Regions from separate parts of the Mus musculus genome. Here all the other regions are linked to region 4. The links are chromatin contacts, called in public HiChIP or PLAC-seq and promoter capture Hi-C maps. All regions are on one chromosome and are shown on one strand. The core of a region is the stretch at or near the end of the contact, and the rest is flanking DNA. Distances in the headings are between cores, read along the strand shown. Region 1 holds the start of Eif4ebp1 (eukaryotic translation initiation factor 4E binding protein 1). Region 2 holds the start of Brf2 (BRF2, RNA polymerase III transcription initiation factor 50kDa subunit). Region 3 holds the start of Htra4 (HtrA serine peptidase 4). Region 4 holds the start of Rnf170 (ring finger protein 170).

Region 1 (4,335 bases), core at 433-2,932, 1.1 Mb after region 4:
TGCAACTCTTATAAAAGAGCACATTCAATTGAGGTTTCTTGCTGTTTCAGAGGTTTAGTCCATTGTCATCATGGCAGGGAGCATGGTGGCACACAGGCAGACATGGTGCTGGAGATGTAGATGAGAGTTTCTTATTTGGGTCTGTAGGCAGCTGTAAGAGAGAGCCACTGGGCTTGGCTTGGCCAATTTTTTTTTGTTTTTTTTTTGTTTTTGTTTTTGTTTTTTTGTTTTTGTTTTTTTGAGACAGGGTTTCTCTGTGTAGCTCTGGCAGTCCTGGAACTCACTTTGTAGACCAGGCTGGCCTCGAACTCAGAAATCTGCCTGCCTCTGCCTCCCGAGTGCTGATCCCCCAACCTTCCCTTCCCGAGTTCTAGGATTATAAGCTTACAAAGTGCCACCACGTTCAGTTTTTATGTTGATGCTTCGGATTTAACCGTGGACTTAGTGTATACGTGGTAAACTGTCTACCAAGTGAGCTGTGTTCCAAGCTTCCCCTTCCCCGTGTTTTTTTTTCTCTCTCTCTTTCACGGTTTAAGACAGCGTCTTAACATGTCTGGCCCAGGCTGTGCATCAAACTCGCCACAACCATGTCTGCCCTCAGCTTTTCTGTAATGCTCCTGTCTCAGTTTCTCTGAGCTAGCATGCCCAGCTTAAGTCTCTCTCTCTTCTTTCTGTGTCTGAGACAGGGTTTTGCTGGGTAGCACAGGCTAGAATCCTCCTGCTTCAGTCTCCTCATTGCTGGGACAAGTGTGGACCACTTGAATGCTGAACTTGGATGTTGGACTTTATAAACAGGCCCTTCCCTGAAATCGTAGTTCCAGGAAATCTGGGGCCTCTAGAACAACCAAACAAGGCAAAAAGCAAAACCCCTTTCAACATGCTTCTCCCAAAGGGAGGAAGGTGGCCCAGTGTGTTCTCTCAGGCCAGCCCGGACAACAGTGAGAACAGGGTTCTGGCCCTCCCTCGGCTGTCAACTTGGGATCCTCCTAGGGCTTCAGCCTCCTCACGGTCGGGATTATAGGCATTTCCTACCATATGGAGATTGATTGACACAGACACTGTAACCGATTGGACATGCATTTTCCCTTCCCTCCCTAGTGACTACCAGACAAAGTGCTGGAGTGGAACCCAGTCCAAGTACTATGCGGATCTTTGACCGGTTAACTCTAATCCTCCCAGCCCACAGTACGCAGAGCTTCGATCCTGCCCATTCCTCATCAGATTTATATTCGGTTCCTAGCTGGCTGGCTAGGTCCCTCTTACTCTTCCACTACTCCTTCCAAGTCCAGGAATGTGCGCTGTGCAGCCGCTGCTCTGACTCCTAAAAACTGTAAAACTGTAAAAGCTGTAGAAACGTTAAGAATGGCGAAGGATCAGCCCACCCTTTCTTCTCTGAGGATCGGCCTGGGATCGAGAGGTCACATCCTAATATAGAAAGCAGGCGGTCTGGTGCGCTGAGACGCTGCCACCAAATCGGAGAGTTCTGCCACCGTCATCCCTACCTAGATCTTCCCAGAGTCTCGGGGAGGAACCAGGGAACCCAAGGGGCCCACACTGGGGTTCCTGCACTGGAGAGGACAGAAGCTGCCTAGGTCAGCAGCTGGGGAACCACTTGCAGGCAGCGGGCTGGGGCTGGGTGGGGCCGGGCGGACCGCAAGTCTCAGGGGGCGTGGAGCCCAGGCGGAAGGGGCGGGCCGGGCACGAGAAGGGCTGGGCCGAGGTGCCGCGGGGTTGCTGGAGGGTCGTGGGCGGCGTGCAGGAGACATGTCGGCGGGCAGCAGCTGCAGCCAGACTCCCAGCCGGGCCATCCCCACTCGCCGCGTAGCCCTCGGCGATGGCGTGCAGCTCCCGCCCGGGGACTACAGCACCACTCCGGGCGGCACGCTCTTCAGCACCACCCCGGGAGGTAGGCGCTGGCCGGGGTCACGGGCGACCTCGGGGGGCTGGAGGATACGTCGGGATCCGGAGTCTCACGTGCGACGGGGAGGGCGGCATTCGAGGGGTTCGGTAGCTGGCCAGAACGGACGAGGGGCGTCGGGAAAGCAGAAGGGTCACCGTCTCGGTTGCTCGCCTTCTGGGTGTGGTGGAGCGTGGTCTGGAACCCGGCTGCAAACTGCCTGCATTATTAGCCTTTTCCTGGGAGATACGGCAGAGTGCCCTGAGCATACAGATAGGCACTCTGCCAGGACCACCATGTGCTTAAGGGCGACCTCTGTGGGTGTCAGGGCAGTTTGGGGTGGGACAAGATCAGGGAAAGAGGCTGGCCTGGAGATTAAGTTTAGTTGATCTCCCTTGGAATAAGTGACGCCTGCACACTTTTTTTTTTTTTAACCTTTCCGGAGGCAGCCCTCTTTGCTTTGGACACTCGCTCATTAATGGAGGCTGGACGCTGAGGGTGCTTCTCTGCCACCTGTGGCTTGTGTTAAGAGAGAGATTCCTGCAGGGGCGGCGTCTGGTGTAGTGCAGAACAACACGTTCCTCGGGCCTGGGGGGCAGGGCACAGCGTTGAACTGGCCCAAGTGGCGGAGGATGAGGAAGAGGAAGCTGAGTTGGCGCGGGTGGGGGCCGGCCTCCGGGAACCAGGCATTCCCAGCTTGCCCTGGAGCCCCAGTATAGACGCTGATGAAACCTACCCGCCTGTTTGCATGATGAAATCCTCGTGGCTCACTACTTCCCTCCCAATCCTCGCGCCGCTCCCACCCACTTTTGCGCTTCTCCCCTCCCCGGTCTCCTCCCCCAACTACTCCTCTTACAACTCAAAAACAAGAGGAATCCTGGCGCGGTGATGAACCTTGGGCTACTGCTGGCGCAGCCGGGCCACATGCCTATTTTCTCGGGCAGCTGTCCCTGCACCAGGGAGCACAGCCAGATCCCAGAACCAAGGCACCGATGAAGGGATCTTGGAGCTCAGTCAGTGTCCACTGGGTTCTGTGATCTTCAGGACACAGCACCAAGGCCTCGCTGCTTGAGCACGTGTCTGTTGTGCATCGTCATGCTGAGTTCCTACACTCAGCAAGAAGTAGCAAGCAGGGCAGGGGGAGAAAGCCGGCTCCCTCTTATTAGAAACGGCCCAAAGGAAAAGTTTTCTGCAGGCTTCTGGCCTCCCGTTACTGGAGTTCTTCAACCCCGCTGGCCACTTTTTAGTTCACGCTGTTGCCCCTTTGTCTTTTCGCAGAACTTTGTGTTGAGCACAAAGTTTCACAGAGAGTTGAGTCCTTTTAGGCGAGGTGTGAATCAGGGTGTATTTTTTATTTTTATTTTTTATAGGCACCGATACAGACCTAAAGGCTCTGGGAAACGTTTATTTTCTCTCTTGCCCGTCCCTTTCTGGATGAACAGGTTAGCTGGGTAGCAATAGCCAGTACTGTTTGTAATGCACTCTGATCCACTTCTCACTGTGGTCTGCGAAGTGTCCGTTGGCAGACCAGGTAGTTCCCGTTGTCTTTGAAGAGGAAGGGGTTTCCTTAGAGTGTAGCATTTGCTTCTTAACTGAAAGAAAGCAGTGTCAGGTCCCCAAAGCCAGCTGGCCCTTGTCAGATTTTTGTTGCTGTTGTTGTTGTTTGTGTGTCACACAGTCCATAGCTCGAGGAAAGACTTGCTTGTTTCTGCCAAAGCCAGTTAATTTAAGGAGTGGGATCTTTTCCCAAAGGCCATTCATTCCAGGTCGCCTCTGCTAAAGGGCAGAAGCTTGACCCATTTGCTCCAGAATGTTTCTCATCACTTAGCACCCCAACGAGATACGGAATCCGAGTGCAGAGGTCTACAGGGTGAGTTACGGGAGAGCCAGGGCTACACAGAGATCCTCCTGCCTCACCTTACTGAGTGTTGGTAATTCCGGGGTTAACAGCTGTTGAATACCCTTTGGGCTATTTCTCTTTGCTCTCATCTATTCTCTGCAAATCCATCTAACTTTTGAATTTTCTTACTTGTATCAGGGGCCAGCTGGGAGTTCAAGGTCAAGTGAATCACCCTGAGGTCTACTCTGTCCTCTGGATCTATGGGCGTATAAAGCCCATGAGCTTGAATCAGGACTGAGTCATCTGCCTAACCATTATATGCTTGATTGGCTCACATTCCATTTTGAGTACTCAGGAGTTACAAGGGAAAGGGATAAACAACACACAAACAAAGCCCATACACGCACACACACACACACACACACACACACACATATACACATATATGTATACACACACACACACACATATATACACATATATGTATACACACACACACACATATATACACATATATGTATACACACACACACACACACACACACATATATACACATATATGTATACACACACACACACACACACACACACACACACA
Region 2 (4,335 bases), core at 1,749-4,248, 1.0 Mb after region 4:
ACACTCCTATGATGGAAAAGGGATTTGAAATTACAACGTTTTGGAACAGTATAAACAGTATTAACATGTATAAATTGCATTAGTAGTAAGCACAAAACAGGAAAGACCCTCCCATCCTTTGAGACAGGCTCTGGGTGAAAGATGCCCGGGATCCAGCCCAGCCCGGTGTTCCTCCTAGACCAGTACCTGCTGCAGTAAGACTTCACCAAGTCTGCCAGGCACAGGGAGGGCACATCCAGCCCCAGGAGCTTTACCATCTGCATGTAGGTGCCAGAAAACAAGTCCAGATCGGCATAGAGCAGTGTGCAGATGGTTCCCATGGTGAGGGGCCAGTTATGTTGCCGACAGGTGATTAAAACACAGCATCCGACTAACACTTCCTTCTTCTGCAGCCTGGCAGCTCGGATCCCAGACAGCTGATATGCCTTCTGGTAGTAGGAGATTGCTGTATCCTCAAACGTTAGCGGCAGCTTCAGAATCCGACACAGGTCTCTTACTCGACGGAGATCTAGGAAAACATGCAGGAAGCAGAGAGGTCAAAGAGAGTAGTGTACAACTGCTAGCAAGTTCTGCTAGGGCTTAATTGACTTCTGTTAAACTTGCCATATATACCAGATGCACAAATAATATGCCCTTCTGTGCTAACAGGACACCTGATATGGCGTGTGTTTTGTGGAGCTGGAGTTACATGAGATCCTCAACCATGCTGGGCACACCTTTTAATCACCGAGCTACATTCTTAGCCCTTTAGAACCATGGTCCTTCCAATGGTGCACAACACTTGTAGAAAGGTCACATTCAATCCACCACCTTCGTATTTTAACTTATGGACAAGGCAAAATGTCTTTTCTTTTCTTTCTTTTTTTTTTTCCTTTTTTTTTTCTTTTTGGTGCTGGGGATTGAACCTCAAGCCTTACACATGATAGGTACATATTCTATCACCGACCTACCCCTAGCTCCAAAGCCATGCTTTTACTCAGGCTCTCTGTGCAGACCCAAACCTTCCTCTACCTCTATGCCTTTTAGTTTTTAATACACACTCAGTATGTAGGCTGGGCTGACCTCAAACTCTATCCTCCTGCCTCAACCCCAGAGTGCCGAGATTGTAGGCACACGCCACATTAACAACTGTTCTCTCGCAGCCTGCCTGACGCCAGTAACACTGAAAACAAGGACACACAGACAGACTAGGTCATCAAAACAACCATCTCAGTCGGGTGTTGGTGGCGCACGCCTTTAATCTCAGCACTTGGGAGGCAGAGGCAGGAGGATTTCTGAGTTCAAGGCAGGCCTGGTCTACAGAGGGAGTTCCAAGACAGCCAGGGCTACACAGAGAAACCCTGTCTTGAAAAACAAAAACAAAACAAAAAAGTCTTTAAGGCCACGGTGTCATAAAAGGTTGATGCTCCGGAATGGGTGGGTAGGGGAGTTGAGGGGAGGGTATGGGGGACTTTTGGGATAGCATTAGAAATGTAATTGAGGAAAATACGTAATAAAAAAATATATTTAAAAAAGAAAAGAAAAGAAAAAAAAAGGTTGATGCTCTGGGCTGGAGAGATGGCTCAGCAGTTAAAAGGCACTATTGCTCTTGTAGACGACCTGGGGTTTGCTTCCCAGCATCCACAGGGCTGCTCACGACCATCTATAACTGCAATTCCAGATGATCCAACCCCCTCTTCTAACTCCATGGGCACCAGGCATGCACATGCTGCACACACACACATACATGCAGTAAGAACACCCATACACATAATATCAAAACATTAAACAGTGACATAAATAAAAGCAAAGCTGAAATTTAAGGGGGAAAAAAGTTTGATTCTCACCTCGTTGCTGGCAGCGACTAACTTGTTCGTTTTCCCCAGTGCTTCGAGAATATGTCACTTCTGTAAAATAGCAAACAACAAATTACCCAGCTGGCCTTCGTTCACCTCCTCCTTGCCCTCTGACTGCATAAGGCCAGGGAGATTTCAAATGACTGTGTATCTACTTCTACCTCAGAGAAGATACCCATCTATGTAAAAGTAATAGGACAGAACTGTATTTTTAAAAGCTGCACTGGCAATTCTGATTTTCCAATAATTTCTCTGATACATTCACTTTTGAGGGCTGCATTAGCCAAGGGCTAGAGCAGTGGTTCTCAACCTTCCTAATGCTGCCACCCTTTAATACAGTTCCTCACGTTGTGGTGACCCCCAACCTTAACATTATTTTCGTTGCTACTTCATAACTGTAATTTTGTAATGGTTACACGAAGATTGCATTAGCTACAGAAAAAAAAGAGAATTATGAATTGCATTATGAATCATAATGTAAACCGCCTATATGCAGGATGGTCTTAGGGGACTCCTGTGAAAGATTCTGTGGACACCACGGCGGTCACCACCCACCGGTTGAGAACCGCTGTACTAGAGCAATGGCGTGGAACGCAGAGGAGAGCAAGTTGCCAATTAGTGCTAAAACCTGCTAGGAGATGATGGTTCGTGTTGTTATTTTCAAATAATTTACCGGCACTCCTTCAACACTGACTAGGTCTGACAAGACGAATGAAACCTTTATCGTTTCGTTCATTCACCAACCAATATACCCACCCAATGCCAGACACCGTTGTAGGTACTGGGAAATCAGATGGATCGCACCCTCCTCCAGCTCATCTGTTTACTTAAGCCCAATTCTCTCACATTTAACTGTGCGCATGGCCAAGAAAGGGAGGAGGCTGGAAAGAGGGAGCTGGGTTTAAGGACTCCACCGCCCAAGGCTGGCGATCCCCGGGTTCAAGACCAGTACCCCTGAAGTTGCCCTCGTCGCTAAAGGTGGTAGTTAGGACCCCTTCGGTGACCACGCAGCCGCAGTCGGAGCACACCAGCTGGCTCTGAGAATAATGCGAATCTTCCACGAGCTCGGAGGAGCCGCAATCCGGGCAGCGGCTTCCGTTCGGCATCTCGTCGGTCGGTCCAGGGCTGCGGTACCGCCGTCAGGCACAAACTCCCAGAGAACTTGTAACTGGGCAGCGGCAATAAAGTGGAGGGGCGCTTATTCCGGATGCACCATCCTCCTCCGGCCAGCTGGCCAATCGGCTGGCAGTTTGCTCCTCCCCTCGGCAGTACGCCACTTCCGATCCCTTCTGTGGACTCGGGTAGAAACCTGAGTTAGAAAGGGAGGTTCCTGGATTTAACTGTTTCTCAGGCTCTCTGGGTTTTTGTGGTTAGGCCACGTGGGGAGTTGACACAAACCACAGATGTGGAATTGTTGTCTGCAAAACACTATTTTTTAAAATATATTATCCAATTTATAATTTATTTTTTAGCCTATCATGCTTATGTAGCCCAGGCTGACCTAAAATACTGATCCTCCTGCCTCTGCCTACTACATGCTGGGATTACAGGCTTGTATTACCATGCCTGATTTAACTCCCTTCAAAAAAGTGGAACCAGTTTTTTCCTTTCTATGTAGTAAGGAACGTTAAGTTTGACCGTAGTAGAAAATAGATCACTCTGCAGTGAGAGAGCAGTAAATTGTGTTGTACTCTACGGACCTCCCCACACTAAGTTGCCGTCTCTCTTTCAAAGTCTCTCTTGTTGTTGTTGTTTTCCAACATATTTCTTTAATCCTAGCATTTAGGAGGTAGAGATTGAGCCAAGCCTGGTGTACATAATGAGTTCAGTCCAGTCAGAGCAACTTAATAAGAACATGTCTCTAAATAAATACAATAAGATGAACTAAAATCTTGAGTGGTAGATTTAAATATCTTCAGAGAATAGCATGAAAAACCATAGTTCTCTCCTCAAAGAGGATGTACAAGAGTTTATGCTAGAGCCAAAAAGGAGGACTTGAGCCCAGGAACAGATAGATACAAGTTTCTCCAAATAACACATAGAACTGTTAAGTGGTTACATGAAGATTGCATTAGATTTAGAACAAAGAGAGCCATATATCATACGATAGGGACCACTGGTAATAACATTACAGAATATGGGGAAACCCTTTCCATGGGTTTCAGATGCTATCTTCTGAATTGATGGAGGCTAGGAGTTGGTAAGAATGCATTTTAAATTGTCGGATTTTATTGTTGGTTTGATTTGGGTGTTTTGTTTTGTTTTGTACTTTAAGACAAGAGTCACTGTATATCTCTGGCTGTCTTGGAACTCATTATATATACCAGGATAGTCTTAAACTCACAGAAATCTGCCTCTCTCTACCTTCTGAGTGCTAGGATTAAAGACATTTGCTACTACATCTGGCCTTCAAACACACACATACACACACACACACACACACACACACCTCCTCTCTCCCCTTCAACTTTTGGCAAACTGGAAGCTACAGGCCGACTCA
Region 3 (4,355 bases), core at 1,161-3,660, 1.1 Mb before region 4:
GGAGGAAAAGAAGGAGAAGGAGAAGAAGGATGAGGAGGAGGAGAAGGAGGAGGAGGAGGAGAAGAAGAAGAACAACAACAACAACAACGAGAGGAGGGGGAGAAGGAGAACAAGAACAACAAGAACAAGAAAAGAGGCGAAAGAAGAACAGAGGAAGAACAAGAAGAAGACAAGAAGAGAGGAAGGGGAAGGAGGAGGAGAAGAAGAAGAGGAAGAAGAGGAAGAGGGAGGAGAAGAGGAGGAAGAGGGAGAGAAAAAGAAGAGGGGGGAGGAGCAGCAGCAGTAGCCTCTGCTGGCTGGGATACTGGGGGTAGGGTGCGGGCATATACTCTACATACAAAGAAAAGGCACAGTGAGAATTACAAAAGAATTCCAGCATGAACTGTGAAATCCTCACATGTGAAGGCTCTGACTCAGCAGCTCTCTCAGGTACTCACATCTGGCTCGATCTTAATCAGTGCAAGGTCCAGTTTATGGTCGATGTCTTTGACGGTGGCTTCATACCGGGCCCCGCTCTGGAGCTCTACCTGGATCTTCTGCTGGTTGGTGAGGACGTGGGCATTGGTGACAATGAGCCCATCCTCAGACACTATGAACCCAGAGCCGCTGGAGGAAGGGATTTCCTGGTTGGTGAGAGGTGATCTGTTCCGGAACAAGTCAGTAGCGTGAGCAGAAGGGAGGGAAATCAGGGAATCCAGCCTTTGTGTGTGAGTCGCAGGAAGCCTCACGTTTATCAGCTACGTTTCCAGTTTTCTCATGCATTTACTCTTGCCTTACCCACTTCCATGTGCTTTGTGAGCTGCCTGAAGCTCGTCCTGGCCATCTTTTCTGAACACAACTGAGATCTGGGTCCAGGATGGTGTCTCCTCCTTTAGATCAGTGTGGGAACCTGTGTGTCTGTCATCTGCAGCGAACAGGCCAAACCTGGTGCTAACCCTGTGCTCACACTACTGCCACAGCCTCAGAATCTAGCTCTTAGTTCCCACTACCAACTGGCGTTGTGACTCAGAACAAACTAAGTTTGCTCTCCATTTGGGTTTCCTTGCATGCAAGCGAGTGCTAAGGCTAAACAAGCCCACCAAATGCTCACTACTAGCTCCTACAGTCAGCCTTTAGTTTTGCTGTGGGATACCGGGGAGAAAGAAACACCAGTCACCAATACGCACTGCTGTAGCTTCAATTTAGAAGCCAGAATCCTTGCGCTTGGCTCTTTGCTCTTTAGCGAAATAACTCTTAGCAAGTCAGGTCTCCTGCAGGCTTTGCGGAATTCTACTGCCCACCTACACCCCAGCCAACTCTTTGAATCTGTGTTTCCTCACAGCGGTTTTAATGGTCAGAAATCTGGCAACCAGCAGGTGAGGTAGTTGATCCTAGATGGGACCTTTACCTGCGGAACAGCTGCAAGTGGACCACAGACGGCGCCACCTTCTCCACCACTGCGGCGATGAAGTTGTACTTTCTCCGGAGCCGCCCTGCTCTTGTGGTCCCTGTGAATAAACGGTCCACGGTGAGTGCGTCCCTGGATGCAGGTGTCGCATCTCAAAATTCCCCAGCATCTCCCCGTCCCTCTTTCTCTGAAGGTTCTCCAGACCAGGAGATGAAAGGACCCTCCCTGTCCTACCAGAGGGAAGAAAAGGAGAAAGGGAAGCCCAGTGGCAGCCAGTAAAGAGACCAAAATTAACCAGGCAAGAACACCAGGAACAACCACAACAGGTTGAATCCCTAGAGATGGCGAAGGAAGGCCCACTGAATTCGCGAGCGAGCGAAGTTAGAGCACTCACTTCATCTCCCTCTGAAAAGTAAGAGAAGTGTCAGGAGATTCGCCCGCGCCCCGCTCACCTGCTTCCTCGCAGGCACCCTTCTGCACTGGCACAGCCGGGAGCGCGCCCCGCTGGCGAGCGGCTCGGTTCTCCTTGCGGAGCGCACATAGGCTGGGGTAGGTGCGCCCATCGCTGCCGCACACTACCGCATCCTCAGCACCCTCCGCGCAGCCGCAGGTGCCCAGCCACGCGCCCCCCGAGGGATCCCGGGAGAACGGGGCGCCGCAGCGCAGCCTTGGGGCGCACGGCCGGCCCCGCGCCCCGCCACACTCCTGGCCCTCGGCCGCGGCGCACACTCGGCAGCAGCCGCAGCGATCGGGAACCGGCGCCAAGCCGGCCGAGCAGGTAGGCAGAGTCGGGCAGCGCGTGGGATCGCAGGCATCGGGACAGGGCAGCGAGACTCTGGACCTCCTGGCCTCGGCCCACGGAACAGGCACGGCTGGTAGCAGCAACCACAGCAGGAGAAACTGTGTTCGCACAGCCCACAACCGCTGGAAGCTCATCTTGCTCCCTGACCTCGTCGATTCGACTGTTTTTCCTGGCCTGGATGCTGCCTCAGCCAGCCTTCGGACTTTATAAAGGTCAGAGTCTGGCTCACTTCTACACACACACACCCATATATCACCCACCACCCATGCCATCCCAGGACAAGGGCCACCCACCCCAAAGCCATGAAGGGAGGGGTCCACTCAAAAACCAGTCTTGGGGCAAGGGAGAAACGTGACCACCCACCCACGGCCACGAGATCTGACCAGGAAAACACACAACCAGATTTCCTATTTCACATGTTTTTATTACAAAACAAGCAACCAACCAGTTTTTAGAAAATGACGTTTTGCTACATACCAATTAGGAGCTCACACAACGTAAGAAGCTGGAGTTTCCATGCACTAAGCTCAGTGCTTGCAGGAGGTGTTTCACGGCTCAAACACTGGCTCAAACGGGGCATGCCACACCTTCATAAACAGAGGGCCCAGCAGTCACACTGTGTGTTTTTGCCAAATATTCACTTGATTCAACGCCTACCTGGTATAAGTGACTATAATTGACTCAGGCAGGCAATAACACAGAGAGAGAACGAGGGACTGAGGAAAACAGATTTTGGGGGGTGGGGGTGGGGGAGGAGGTTAAACAGGCGACATGGGAAGCCTAATTTCAAAAACACTGCCGTCTGCTACCAGATAGCTGTTTATTTGGTTGACACTGAAAACAAGTATCAAGTCTACCGCTCAATTACCAGTCCACTGCTTACTCAGAGGGTCATATAAGTCCTGTGTAGAAAGGGGAAAACCAAACCAAACCAGTTTGCTTCCAGTAAACTAGGACGATGGACCTTAAATCTTCCCGGAGGGGCAGCCTTCTACTTGGAAGTAGAGCTGTCACTCCGCCACTTTGACCAGAGGTGCCACTTTAGTTTGCGGTCTCCCATATCCTCGGTGTGGTTCGGAGAATGAAAAACACACGCTTCTTTTTTTTTTTTTTCCCCTGATTATCACCTGACCCGAGTAAGCAAGTCCACCAAAGCATTGAAGAGTAATGGATAGGACATACTTCAGCTACAGAGAACAATACCTTCGAAGCTTTATAGAAGGACCCAACCCCAGAGACTGCTTTTATTCCACACAGGAAATGCAGTATCTTTTATAATCCAGAAATCCCTTCGGATTTATCCACAATCTATGCTTAACCACAAACCCACACGCCATCACACCTTGAAAACTAAAGGTTTATGCACCATCTTTGGCTCACATTAAAATACTGTCCTAGGCTGGATATGGTGGCATAGACTTGTAATCCAAGCACTCAGGAGGCTGAGGCAGGAGGATTATCAGTTCAAAGCCAGCCTGGACTCCGTAGCAAGACTCTAGCAAAAAACAAATTTAAAGGGTGTGTGTATGTGTGTAAATACAGACAGAAGGGGAATTCTGAAACAAGAATTGAGACTTTAAATGTTTTGAGGCTTCACAAAGATAATTATATTTTCTGGGCACCGCTATTAACAATGTTCTAACTTGCAAGTCTCATGTATGGGCTGGTTAGGATCACTGAAACTGTACTTTTCCTTTGTTTGCATAATATACACCGCATTGTGTTTAACATGATCTCAGAGTGTGTACCGAAACCTCTCAACTTTCTGTAAGGACCCGTTGATGCAGCACTAATAACCAAGCCAACAGTTTCTAAGAGAGGGACAGACAGATTTTGCAATTTAAACGCCAAAAGATGACCTCATTTCCTTGAGCCAGGGCATGTTCGAGGCCCTTCAGGAGTTCCTGATTTATTTTTCATTCGTTCCTCATCTTCACATTGAGCAATTCTGTTGAGCAGCCAAAGAATTTTCTAGGGGAAGATTTTAAGCTGAAACCAGAGACAAAGGGCACTGACTTTTGAAGTAGGTTGTAACCTTATTCGCTCCTAAATAAATAATCCCCGAACCCTGAAAAACCAAAACACACAAAAGTTTTTTTTTTTTTTTTTTTTTTAGGGGATGGGAGACACACAAGATCATGAACAGAAAGAGAAAGAAGCCCACTG
Region 4 (4,240 bases), core at 24-2,523:
ATATGCCTGGACCTACCTCCAACCAGCATATGAAAACCAGAAACAAACACGGTTAACTGTCCAGCTAATGAAAAGGGCCGTTTAAGCCATGACTATTGACAAAATCCTGCATGTTTACTTGAAAATTCGATAACCTTAACCCTCATCAATTCCAAATTAGAATCTCATGGTGCTTTAAAAATGTGTTTCAGTTCCATTACGAAATCCCTCAATTTTTCCAGTTCAACATTTTTATCGTTGGTTCCTTTTATAGGTACCATCACATCGTTTATAACAGTCAAAATGCATCTCGCGTTTTAAATGTTTTGCCTCTGAGTGATTCTTCATGTTTTGTCTATCCACCCTGCCAATGTACTATTTTCCAATGGGCAGGGCTTCATCCATCCCTCAAGGGGCTACACTCCATCCTGGCTGAACGCTACAACAAAGGCGAGCAGCATCGCTTAACTAGGGGGTCCCGACTGCCTCTACCGGGCGCCCAGGCAGAACCAACGCTTTGGATCACTGGGAGCTTGGGAGCGAAACGCCAGCGCCTCATCAAGGCAAACAGTCCTAATTACAGTGTCGCCTGCACCCCATCATTAGCCCCCACCGGGCAGGTTTCCTCTCGGACAGCAGCCAACATCTCAGGCCGGACAAGTTCCTCCTGGACCCTGGGCCCAGCCTGCCTGAGCCCGGCCTCTCCCTGCTGACCCTGACCCGGCCGCGGGTGTAGACGCGGCCGCACCGGCTACTCAGCTCCGCCCGTCCCAAGCCCCGGATGTGACGGCAGGTCGCCCCGGGGCGTTCGCCCCCCGGGACGAGCACCGGTGTCCGCGAAAAGGTGGCGGAGCTTTCCCACCGGCCCGCTGCCCACCACGTACCCAAGTGAGCAGGCTCTCGCACAGCTCCACCCGCTCCACAGACTCCACGTTAAACATCTTCCTGGGGTGGCCGCAGCGTCTCCCTTCAACCAACCAGAAGCCGCGGCCGCTCGGCTCGGGGTTTGAGTCCGAAGGGGTCAGGCAGCAGACCGGGCGTCTGGCGGACCTTCTCTTCCGTCCGTCCGCTCCCGGGGCGCGGACGCTGGCAATCGCTCCGCACTGTCACCAGCCCCTCCTTCCCTCGCTCGGGGCCGCGCACTCCCTTGCGCGCACCCGGCGCCGCCAGCCCACGCCCTCTTGCGCGAGCGCCGCGCCCCGCCGCGCCGCGTAGCGCGAGTCCCGAGGTCCGAGGGCCACTGCGCACGCTCGCGCTCGCTCAGCCCCGCCCCTAGAGGCGCGCTCCCAGAGCCAGTCCAAGGCCCGCGGGCGCGCGCCCCGGCCGGGCCCTGCGGTGGCGGCCGGTCTGTGTGTCTCTCCAGTCCGCTCACCCTCGCCGGGGCTCCGCACTGCGCGTGCGCTGACGCCGGCGCTCTGGCTTAAGAAGCCGCCTGTAGTTTGCACGGGAGGAGTAGCTAGGTAGTCCCCGGAAATGAGCTCTATGCCGACCCGCCGACTGGCCCGGTAGTTCCTCGGCCGCGACGAGGTACGCGCCCCCCTCTCCGGCCGCGGGCGTGTGCCAGGCCACGCCCCCGCACGGGCGGGCCGGGGACCCGCGGACTGCGGGACTCGGCGCGGTGGCGGTGGGGGGAGCTGCGGGACCGCGCGAGGGTAGGCTCCGCGCCCACCGCTTCCCTCCGGAAGCCGGAGCGCAGCCTTCCCTGAGTCGCCGGAGCCTGCCCAGAGTCTCCCTCCGGGCGAAGGTGGAACGGCTGACGTGGGCGCGTCTCGGAGGCTGGGGGCCGGTTTGGCCCGGCTGTGGGGAGCCCGGCGTTCCTCCTTGGAGCCCCCTTCTCCCACAAAAAACTTTACCCAAAGTGACAGAGGGTGGACGCCAGTTCCCCAGTGCGTAAGGACCCTTGCTGTTCCTAAGGCCTGCTTCTTGTGCTAGGAGTTGGCTTCATTGAGGTGCATCCTTGCCCGACTTTCGATTTTTTTTTTTTAATACAAGCCTTGTAGAAGGTTTCATATACGTTTTTAAGTCGCATGCAGAACAGTGCGTAGCAGTACATGTTTGAGGAATATTAATAAAATGAATTGCCACATTCCCAAGAGTTCTTCCATCCATACCATCTCTAATCTGATTTTTGTGATAGGCACTTACTTTATTTTAAAAGCTTTCCCTTTTAGCTTTTTAACCAGATGACTATGCATGTAGTATAATTTTCCTTTGTTTGATTTTGAACTTTTATGAATGGATATGTATTGTGGCTTTGGCTTTTAAATAATATTAAATTATCTGCAAAAATCCCATGATTGTCTAATATCCTATTGTGTGACTACAGCCTTGTACCCGTTCTACTATTGATGTGCACTTTGTTCCAGCTTAGGGCGTCTAAGAATAATGCTATAATAAACAGTCGACCTTAATGCAAAGATATTGGCGTTTCCAAGACAACAAGATACAAGATATATGCTTTGGAGTCCTAGGAGAATCTTGGATTCAAAGGTATGCATAACCACCAGATCATGCAGTCTTTGATTAGCAGTGCCTGGGAAGAAGTTATCTTCCCAGGGCACACCTTCACTTTTTTTTTTTTTTTCTTCAGTTCCTGGGGACTTCTTTCCCATTTGAAGTTGGTTTTCTCGCTGAGCTTTTAGGATTTCAAAAAAACATTGAGTTTTTGTTTTGTTTTGCTTGCGTGGTTGGCTGTGTGTGTGTGTGTGTGTGTGTGTGTGTGTGTGTGTGTAGCCCTGGCAATTCTGGAACCTGCTCTGCAGACCCGGCTGGCCTCAAACTCAGAGATCTGCCTGCCTCTGCCTCCTGATTGCTGGGATCAAAGGCTTACCACCGCTGGCAGCATTAAATTTTTTAAAATGATCCTTTTATCGACTACTGCTTGATGATCACATGTAATCGATCGTTTCATAGATTCGAAAAATCTTGGGCTGAGGAGGTAGTGCTAGATTCACTACCCTAGCAAACACCAATCTTTGGTACCAAAAATAAGCAAATAAATAACTGTATCTGAAGCCTTCTCAAAGGTTTTTCCTGCGAACATTCTTCTTAACAGGAGCAGAGATACCTTGAGAAATCCTAACTTTGAATCTCCTGTTCTTATGGTATCTATGTGGGTGCCTCTGGATCTTTGTCAGACTAGAGGTCCAGCATTCCATGCTGAAATGTTTCTGTAGAACCGGTGTCACCTTTCAGTGACTAAAGCTGATTAGGTAAACAGATAGTAAGTGTAGATTACATTGACTTCGGCCTTGCCTTTAGCTTCACGGCCACAGGTTTTAGCCATTTGGGAGGGACTGTGGTATCTGTAACCACTTGGGCTTTCAAAAGCTGTGATACAGTGGTGATAAAGTATGTCTTTTCAAATCTGTGAGTCTGCAGTGTTTTTATGCCCTGTGTAGCATTACTGGTTTATTTTATGCTTCTAATTACTTTTCGGGGCAGAAATGATATTAAGAACTCCTTGATAACGATTACAGAAGCCATCTGACCATCAGGATGCTATATGAACCCGGGGCAGGGGAGGGGGACGGGGGAGTTGGGTGAGGACCCGTTTTTTCTTTGTTATAGGAAATCTTAGTATTCCTACTAGAAAAGGGTAGCCCTTTCCATGACAGTGTTAGAAAAAGACCCAAGAGAGGGGAGTGGGCCTTTCCTGAGCTGTCTTTGTAGGCCTTGCCCAGATGGAGGTTAGTTCTCAGCTACAGCAGTCTGAGAGTTCAGGGGAAGATGGTGCTGCTGTTCCATATGACAGATTTTGGATTTGGTTGTGAGCACACATGTCAGAAACAGATAAGCATGTATGTGTCATTCCAAAATTAGACTTTATTGAATAACAATAAATACACAAGGTTCGGTGACATTTGTTATATAATCCTACCTACTTTGATAATCTGGCTGAGGGAAAAGTAGGTTTTCTTTTATTCCAGTCTTAATTAGTAACATTAACTCTCCTATGATATATCACAAGGCACAGGTAACTAGCTGTGTGTGTGTGTGTGTGTGTGTGTGTGTGTGTGTGTGTGTTTTAAAGATTTATTTATTAAATGTAAGCACACTGTTGCTGTCCTCAGACACTCCAGAAGAGGGCATCAGATCTTGTTACAGATGGTTGTGAGCCACCATGTGGTTGCCGGGACCTGAACTTCAGACCTTCGGAAGAGCAGTCGGGTGCTCTTACCCACTGAGCCATCTCACCAGCCCGTGTGTGTTTTTAATGTGCATTGGAGTTCAAAAGATTTCAGAAAAGGGCCGAGAGAAA

The links. Promoter capture Hi-C pulls out the DNA fragments that hold promoters and counts their contacts. HiChIP or PLAC-seq counts read pairs in DNA pulled down with a chosen protein or histone mark.
Region 1: a contact with region 4 is called in a promoter capture Hi-C map of pre-B cells, with 3 times the contacts expected there. The contact joins the promoter of Eif4ebp1 here to the promoter of Rnf170 in region 4. A contact is called at or near these places in 7 of 39 promoter capture datasets (the 3T3-L1 cell line, 3T3-L1-derived adipocytes, the C10 cell line and 3 more), 2 of 484 Hi-C or Micro-C datasets (the G1E-ER4 cell line and embryonic stem cells), 1 of 115 datasets of contacts at active chromatin or transcription factors (embryonic stem cells) and 2 of 9 other capture datasets (adipose tissue and liver).
Region 2: an H3K27ac HiChIP or PLAC-seq map of extraembryonic endoderm stem cells shows a contact between it and region 4, with 9 times the contacts expected there. The contact joins the promoter of Brf2 here to the promoter of Rnf170 in region 4. A contact is called at or near these places in 10 of 39 promoter capture datasets (the 3T3-L1 cell line, the HPC-7 cell line, HPC-7-derived erythroid cells and 7 more), 1 of 484 Hi-C or Micro-C datasets (CD4 T cells), 1 of 115 datasets of contacts at active chromatin or transcription factors (extraembryonic endoderm stem cells) and 1 of 9 other capture datasets (liver).
Region 3: a promoter capture Hi-C map of the C10 cell line shows a contact between it and region 4, with 5 times the contacts expected there. The contact joins the promoter of Htra4 here to the promoter of Rnf170 in region 4. A contact is called at or near these places in 4 of 39 promoter capture datasets (the C10 cell line, the HPC-7 cell line, liver and 1 more) and 2 of 9 other capture datasets (adipose tissue and liver).

The regions. Positions count from the first base shown.
Region 1 is chr8:27,258,645-27,262,979 of GRCm38.p6, forward strand. Eif4ebp1 (eukaryotic translation initiation factor 4E binding protein 1) reads left to right here and starts at 1,683. Exons shown (of 3, transcript NM_007918.3): 1 at 1,683-1,906. The coding sequence starts at 1,765.
Region 2 is chr8:27,125,634-27,129,968 of GRCm38.p6, forward strand. Brf2 (BRF2, RNA polymerase III transcription initiation factor 50kDa subunit) reads right to left here and starts at 2,999. Exons shown (of 4, transcript NM_025686.2): 1 at 2,788-2,999; 2 at 1,827-1,886; 3 at 187-508. The coding sequence starts at 2,941.
Region 3 is chr8:25,036,552-25,040,906 of GRCm38.p6, forward strand. Htra4 (HtrA serine peptidase 4) reads right to left here and starts at 2,411. Exons shown (of 9, transcript NM_001081187.3): 1 at 1,840-2,411; 2 at 1,388-1,487; 3 at 438-642. The coding sequence starts at 2,323. Plekha2 (pleckstrin homology domain-containing, family A (phosphoinositide binding specific) member 2) reads right to left here. Exons shown (of 12, transcript NM_031257.3): 12 at 2,593-4,355.
Region 4 is chr8:26,118,095-26,122,334 of GRCm38.p6, forward strand. Rnf170 (ring finger protein 170) reads left to right here and starts at 1,274. Exons shown (of 8, transcript NM_029965.4): 1 at 1,274-1,506; 2 at 2,346-2,469. Hook3 (hook microtubule tethering protein 3) reads right to left here and starts at 1,130. Exons shown (of 22, transcript NM_207659.3): 1 at 864-1,130. The coding sequence starts at 920.